Linked DNA regions of Mus musculus: region 2 is linked to region 1. The links are chromatin contacts, called in public Hi-C maps. All regions are on one chromosome and are shown on one strand. Each heading gives the region's core, a stretch centred on a gene start, on an enhancer-like site or on the middle of the called end of the contact. The rest is flanking DNA. Distances are from core to core; before and after follow the strand shown. Region 1 overlaps Nars2 (asparaginyl-tRNA synthetase 2 (mitochondrial)(putative)). Region 2 overlaps Gab2 (growth factor receptor bound protein 2-associated protein 2).

Evidence for each region. A called contact is a pair of places that touch in the nucleus more often than the background predicts.
Region 2: a Hi-C map of bone marrow-derived macrophages shows a contact between it and region 1, with 28 read pairs. The contact joins two enhancer-like sites. A contact is called at or near these places in 2 of 15 datasets of contacts at CTCF or cohesin (the NIH/3T3 cell line and large pre-B cells), 3 of 484 Hi-C or Micro-C datasets (bone marrow-derived macrophages, embryonic fibroblasts and nephron progenitors), 2 of 115 datasets of contacts at active chromatin or transcription factors (SST interneurons and embryonic stem cells) and 4 of 9 other capture datasets (adipose tissue, bone marrow-derived macrophages, liver and 1 more).

The regions. Positions count from the first base shown.
Region 1 is chr7:97,027,580-97,031,180 of GRCm38.p6, forward strand. The region is part of intron 7 of Nars2 (asparaginyl-tRNA synthetase 2 (mitochondrial)(putative)); the gene reads left to right. Among named protein-coding and RNA genes, the nearest start is that of Gab2, 52 kb to the right of the region's middle. Within about 2 kb of position 1,767, at least 18 of the 459 cell types and tissues checked have an H3K27ac peak or open chromatin away from gene starts, as enhancers often do. A contact at or near this core is called in bone marrow-derived macrophages, where this site is marked.
Region 2 is chr7:97,295,777-97,299,377 of GRCm38.p6, forward strand. Gab2 (growth factor receptor bound protein 2-associated protein 2) reads left to right here. Exons shown (of 10, transcript NM_010248.2): 4 at 3,052-3,601. Among named protein-coding and RNA genes, the nearest start is that of Usp35, 35 kb to the right of the region's middle. Within about 2 kb of position 1,920, at least 4 of the 459 cell types and tissues checked have an H3K27ac peak or open chromatin away from gene starts, as enhancers often do. A contact at or near this core is called in bone marrow-derived macrophages, where this site is marked.

The sequences.
Region 1 (3,601 bases), core at 517-3,016:
CTGTTGTTAGAGTTGTTTATAGATATTTTAGCTGATGGATTTTTAAGCATTACTCAAGAATAATGTGAACCATAACAGCAGTCATTTTATCACCACCCTAAGATATTCTTGCTGGTATTATTATATATATATTTATATGCATATGTGTATATATATATTATAAGTTTATATATAAAATAATACCAGCGATATATATATATATATGTGTGTGTGTGTATGTATGTATATATGTGTAATATGTATATGTATGTGTGGCTGTATATATGTGTGTGTATGTATGTGTATATATATATATATACACACACACATATACATATACATATACACACACATATACATATACATACATACATATATATATATATATATATATATATATATATATATATATATATCAAAATAAGTCTGGGAGTAATAAACAAGGTCAGATGACCCAAGAGAGATGAGCCATTGTGTGTCTAGTGGCTTCGGATGAGGAGACAACTCTTCTGACATTATGAAAAACACACTGGTTTCCTATGACAGTTTTGATTTATGTCTGTTTTCTTAGTATCACATTCATGTAAACTATAAGTTTTCAGGCATATATCCACTACAGTCAAAATATGGGACAGTTTTGCTCTTACAAAACAGCTCCGACTTATTGCTGCCTTGCATTCTAATTCCTCCCACTGTCAACTGCTCATCTTCTCTGTCTCTCTTGAGTAATTTGCCCTTTGCAGACTGTAATGTGGACATTCTTGTGTCCATATCTGACTGTCTTCTGCCGCTTAGTATACTATATATCAGACTCTCCTGTTGTCTGGGTAGTTCCCTGACACAGGCTCACCACAGTCATTTACCATTCCTACTGAAGAACATTTGTATTAGTTCAGTCTTGGAAAGCAATGAAAAAAGTTTCTATAAACCTTCCAGTGCAGGTTCTGTGAGAACATAGTTTTCATCTCTCTTGGGTGAGGTCCAAGGAGTGAAGAGGTGAGATCTAAGGTTGATGTTTAGTTTTTTTCAGGAATCTGTCTGGTTTACAGGGTAACTACACTGTGTTACATTCCTGCAAGCAATATGCTATGATTTTATTTTGTATTTCCCCAGTATATCTTGAGGGTTTCTGTGTTAAACATCTTGTCATCTGCCTAGCAGCTATGAATTTCTAGTCTTGGTCAAGTTGCTTGTTTTCTTGTTGTTGAACTTTGATTGTTTTGGTTTTTTGAGATGGCATCACTGTGTAGCCCTGGGTGGCCTTGGACTCAGGCATTCTGCCCCTCCACCCCCTGAATTCTGGGAAGATACGCACCTCCACACCTGAACCTTTGTTGTTGAGCATTGAGACTTCTTCATTTTCAAATATGTATCCTTTTTCAGATACATAATTTGAAAATATTTCTCCTAGTGTTGGCAGTTTGTCTTTCCACTCTTTTAGCAATATCATTCACAGAGAAAGGGTTTTAGCTATGGTAAACATGAATTTGCCATTTTAGACTTGGAAATGATAGCACAAATACATAGTCCTTGACTTGAGAGGCAGAGGCAGAAGGGTTATAAGATCCAGGCTAGTGTAAGCTACAAAGTGAGACTGATTCAAAAAGACAAAACAAGAATTACCATAAAAAGTAAATCTTAAAGACCCTGTCTTATATTTTAAAATTAAAAATAAAAAGAACACCACCCATTTGAGCAGTTTCCTTCATAATTACACAAGAAGACCTCTGACTGATTTTGTGAGTCTTGGTGCTGACTCATGCAGTCGGTGACAGCCAAGCACTGGGATTGGGTAAGGATGCGGTGTCAGCACCAGCAAGATGGCTCAGCGTGGATAAAGCTTTTGCCCATGTAGTCCTGATGGACTTCAAGCCCAGGAAGCCTCGGAGGAAATGGAGAGCCAGCTTGTGAAAGTCGTCCTCTGCCCTCTGCCATGGACCGCTGTGGCGCATGTGTGTCGGCACGGCCACGCAGTTAACTGTACTCATGAAACTCAGCATTAAAAGAGAATATTCAAGTTTGGGTGGCAGATTTGCTACTTAACTCACTCTACTAGTGGGACTCAGCATCTATTGTCTAATGACTCAAAATATAAATCTTTTTTTAAACACAGAAAAAAGTAACCTCCTGCTTCTCCTTTTCTCGCAGTGCATTTAAGTTTTGACTCGGTGTTATAAAATCTTTTTATTCATGAATCATAAGTAATTAATAAAGACTATTTTAGTAATTTTTATAAACATCTTGTACTCTCCACTCATCGTAGTTCCTGATTTTATCAGATGTGCTTATAGAACTTAGTCTGAAAGTCAGAGTTTGGGATGGAGGGCAGGGTTTCCATCTTCAAGTTAAAGTTTTTACTCCTAAGACAGCAGTTAACAACACCGGCAGTCAGACTCATTCTTCCACAGTCCAGCTGCTCTTCCCTCCTCCTGCTGTTCACCTTGCTCTGTAATTGAGGGACATCACTCAGGTACTTGGCTTTATCTGTCTCACTGCTGTCTTGGAAGGTGATAGAGGCTGGACCTGGACGTGGAGGGCCTTTAACCACCAGTGGTTGCTCTTCCTTTTCTCAAGTCCCCTGACTCTACTTTCTCTCCACTGGAGAGGTCTACTTTTGTTTTTATTTTAGAATGTAAACATTCTGCATATGGTCCTTTTAGAGTTTTGGATTTTTTGAAGCAGGCTTTCATATATCCTAGAATGATCTTGAACCCTTGATCCTGTCTTTACCTCCCCAGTGCTAGGGTTATAGGTGTGCCTGTAACTGCCAATGCCACACTGTCCAGTTTGCGCAATGTTAGGGAGGGAGCTAAGCAAGCACCTCCCAGCTAAACCACACTCCCAGCCCTCTGCATATCAATAGTTTACAGTTTTATATTGCACTGATAGTCAACTGTAGAATACAAAGCCCTTCGAACACTTTGGCCTGGTTTAATCGATTCCTTTCAACTTTTCTTTACTCTTATTTCATTTGTGGATTCTTCTTGTTTTTCTACCCCCCCCCCCCAATTATTGTCATAACTACTTATGCTATTGGTAACTCAGAAACTCTTGTCTGGGTGTGGTGACATTAATAATCCCGGTCTTCTCTGTGAGTTCGAGAGCAGCCTGATCTACATAGTGAGTTCCAGACCAGCCAGGGCTGCTGAGACCCGGTCTCAAAAGATACAAGTAATTAAACAAGTAAAATACTTCAGAAATATTTTCCATTCTCGTAACTGCTTTCTTCTAAGGAAAACAGGTCACCTATGAGTCTTATGGGGATATGCTTGATAGAATTAATCCTCATATACTAATTTATATTTTATATTTTAAGAAATAAACATATATACAATTATTATTTAGATGCATGTTGTTGCTTCTTAAATTTTCAAGTTTCCTTTCATTTACCATTGACTGACCCAACTACTTCACAAAAAGTTCTCTCTTCACAAAGTCTAATATCATGAATATTTCTCTGAACCAAGAGGTAAGCTAATATACAGGGTTATTTAATATAATTCTCACAACGGTCCTGTTAATGAGGTGCTATGATTGTCTTAATTCTGCAAGTGAGTTCATTGATAAGCAATGAGACAATTAGTCAATGATGGCTGTTCACTTCACAGCTCATTTCAATACC
Region 2 (3,601 bases), core at 670-3,169, 270 kb after region 1:
CCTAGTCTACAAAGCAAGTTCCAGGACAGCTAGGACTACACAGAGAAACCCTATCTTAAACACACACACACAGGGTGGGGAGAAATATTCATTAAAAATCAAAGTGGACTTTCCATCATTAATATACCTACAGTCTAGTAGAGTAGAACAAAAGCAAAATCACAGTACAGTGTGAGTCATGACTATATGAAAATGTATAAAAGAGGAAATAAAAATTATGCAGCTAAAAAATAACAAACTTCTTTTTTTTAAAAAAAAGATGTATTTATTTATTATATGTAAGTACACTATAGCTGTCTTCAGACACTCCAGAAGAGGGCATCAGATTTCATTACGGATGGTTGTGAGCCACCATGTGATTGCTGGGATTTGAACTCGGGACCTTCGGAAGAGCAGTCGGTGCTCTTAACCCCTGAGCCATCTCGCCAGCCCAATAACAAACTTCTTTAAAGTCTGAGAAAGTAAGTGTCAGGTCAGTCATTAGCACTCTGATCCAGAAGAAAAATCAGAAGGAAATAAGTTGGAGTAGATTGGGTAAGACCTGAACATGTGAAAAATCATTATGGGTAATCATCATCATTTCTGGTTTCCCAAGACCAGAGTCAAGGCAGAAATGAATTGAAGAAGGAAGGTGTCTTCCTTAGGGTTTTACTGCTGTGAACAGACACCATGACCAAGGCAAGTCTTATAAAAAGCAACATTTACTTGGGACTGGCTTACAGGTTCAGAGGTTCAGTCCATTATCATCAAGGTGGGAACATGGCAGTATCCAGGCAGGCATGGAACAGGCAGAGCTGAGAATTCTACATCTTCATCCAAAGGCTGCTAGTAGAAGACTGACTTCCAGGCAACTAGGGTGAGGGTCTTAAGCCCACACCCACAGTGACAGACCTACTCCAACCAGGTCACACCTATTCCAACAAGGCCACACCTCCAAATGGTGCCACTCCCTGGTCCAAGAATTTACAAACCATCACAGAAGGTGACTGGTGCATTCTGGAAAATGTTCATTTTTACTGCAGAACAACACACCTAGGAGGTTCTGCCACTGCTGGGGCGTCTTCCTGAACTGCAATCTTTATATAGCTAAATCCCACTAACCCCACTTTTTAAATTAACAGATACTATTGTATGATTTTATTACAATACTAGCTTCTGGTAGCCTCATTATGCTCTGTTCCTATGAGATTGGTAATTTGGATTCTATGTGCATGAGATGCAGTATCTGTGTTTCTGTCTGCCTTGCCTTCCAGCATGCTTCCTCCAGCCTGAGCAGCATGGAGAGCCTTAAAGTTGCCAAGTTGTTTTAAACATCTTTGGCCCCAAACTGAAATGCCTTTATTTTGTTTTGCTGTTCTTTTTTCTCGACTCACTCAGATGTGATGTCTGTGAAAAGGCCTTTCTAACATGACCCCACCAGGAAAGGTTAATATGTGGCCACTGACAGACTCATACTTGACTGTGGTAATTTGCAGGGATGGCATCTCCTGTGATTTCTAAGCACACAACACCTCTGTATCCATTGTGTCTAGCCTAGATGGGGAGGAAGACATCAACAAGTATTTGTCGAATGAAAAAATCAGATTAAGACATCTAATGAGAATTGGAAATTCAAAAACAATAATAAGATAAAACATACCAAGGACAAATATGAACACTCTGTACCTGCCATTGATTCTCCTGCCTCAGCTGTGATGTTTATCTATCCTGGGCCTTAGCTCTTGGCTTGGTTATGTGAATGGAAGTGACTGGAAAGGGAGAACAAACACAAAAACCTAGGTAGAGGGGCTGGTAAATTTGGGGGGACTGAATATTAGGACCACCAGTGGCCCATGTTAAGGGGAACCTGGCCAGCATACTTGGTTCCATTCATCTGTTTAAACTTCTAGGCACTGTTCTCTACTACCACCTGGTGGCCACATCTATAAATAGCAAGTTCCTCGCGAGGGAGCTAAGGGAAAGCAGATGATGATCCACCAGTGGTTCTCAGTTCAAACATCACCCAGGAGAACACAGAGGTGTGAGTGTGAACCTGCACCTTATTCTGGTAAAGTCTCCAAGAGCTTACTAGGTTTCTGAAGATACCTCTGGTCTACAAAAGACAGAACTACTGCTGAGGGTTGATTCCCTTGTCTCCCGCTCAGATGAAATCCTCCGAAGGATCATCAGAGACAGAAAGCAGGCCTGGTTCCCTGCTACTCATCCTCCAGCTTAACACAGTACTTATGCAGAACCCAGTTTAACAACCACTCTTGTGAAATGGAAGGCTTACAGAGCCTCTGACCCAGGTTGTAACTAAGACTAGGTCTCGTACCTAGGAGAACATCATGCTGATGTTCACAGGTAGCAATGCTAGGACTAAGTATAAACTTCCCTTCACTGTTACTGTCGTTAAAGGTGGCCTTGCTTCCCAGTACCATCATTTAAAATGAATAAAAGCAATACCATTTTCTACCCTACTAGAGTTCTCAAATGGAAGTCATTTTACCAACAGTTTTAGATTTCTGGAGAGAACCAGATTCTTCTCAACAAACCATGATTCCTGGTAGAAGATAAAGCCTATAGCTTAAATTTAAATTGGTTCTTTAAAATACAAGCACCAGTGCCCACGAGCGGACTTTAAAGAGAAAAAACTAAAACTCAGATTTTCTGTTTTCTCCCACAACTTGCCATATGTGTGCTCTTTGGTCATTCAGAGAGTGAGCAGGTTATCAGTATGACTGTTTATTTGCATCTCTGGGGCCCAGGAATGACCATATTCTCTGCTAGGAACAGCCACAGAGAAGTCCAGGGGCTCAAAAAGGTTAACATTGCTGGAGCATACACCTGCTAAATACACTAGAGTTGACTTCCTAAAGAATCTTCAGATGATTTGAATTACTATTTTGGAGATGCCTAAAGTAAAAGTCCTAAGATTACACAGTTAATATGTGGTAGGGACTAGGAAGAACTGGGGTCTGCCTGACTCCTCAGTATTCCCACAACAACGAGCTGCGTGCATTGAACATCCTCTGTCCTCTTCTCACTGTCCCCTTCTTGTCTCTCCTTTAGGAGTGCCAGCTTCTCTCAGGGCACCCGGCAGAAGAGTGATACAGCTGTGCAAAAACTTGCCCAGAGCAATGGACACTGTATCAACGGCGTCGGAGGTCAAGTCCATGGCTTCTATAGCCTTCCCAAGCCAAGCCGACACAATACAGAATTCAAAGACAGTACTTATGATCTCCCACGGAGCCTGGCTTCCCATGGCCACACCAAGAGCAGCCTCACAGGGTCTGAGACTGATAACGAGGATGTGTACACCTTCAAGATGCCCAGCAACACCCTGTGTCGGGAACTTGGAGACCTCCTTGTGGACAATATGGATGTCCCAACCACTCCTCTCTCAGCCTACCAGATCCCTAGAACTTTCACACTGGACAAGAACCACAATGCCATGACAGTGGCCACTCCTGGAGATTCAGCCATAGCTCCCCCACCCCGGCCACCCAAGCCAAGTCAGGCAGAAACACCTCAATGGGGCAGCATTCAGCAAAGACCTCCAATCAGCGAAAATAGCAGATCTGTAGCTGCTACTATCCCCAGGCGCAATACCCTCCCTGCA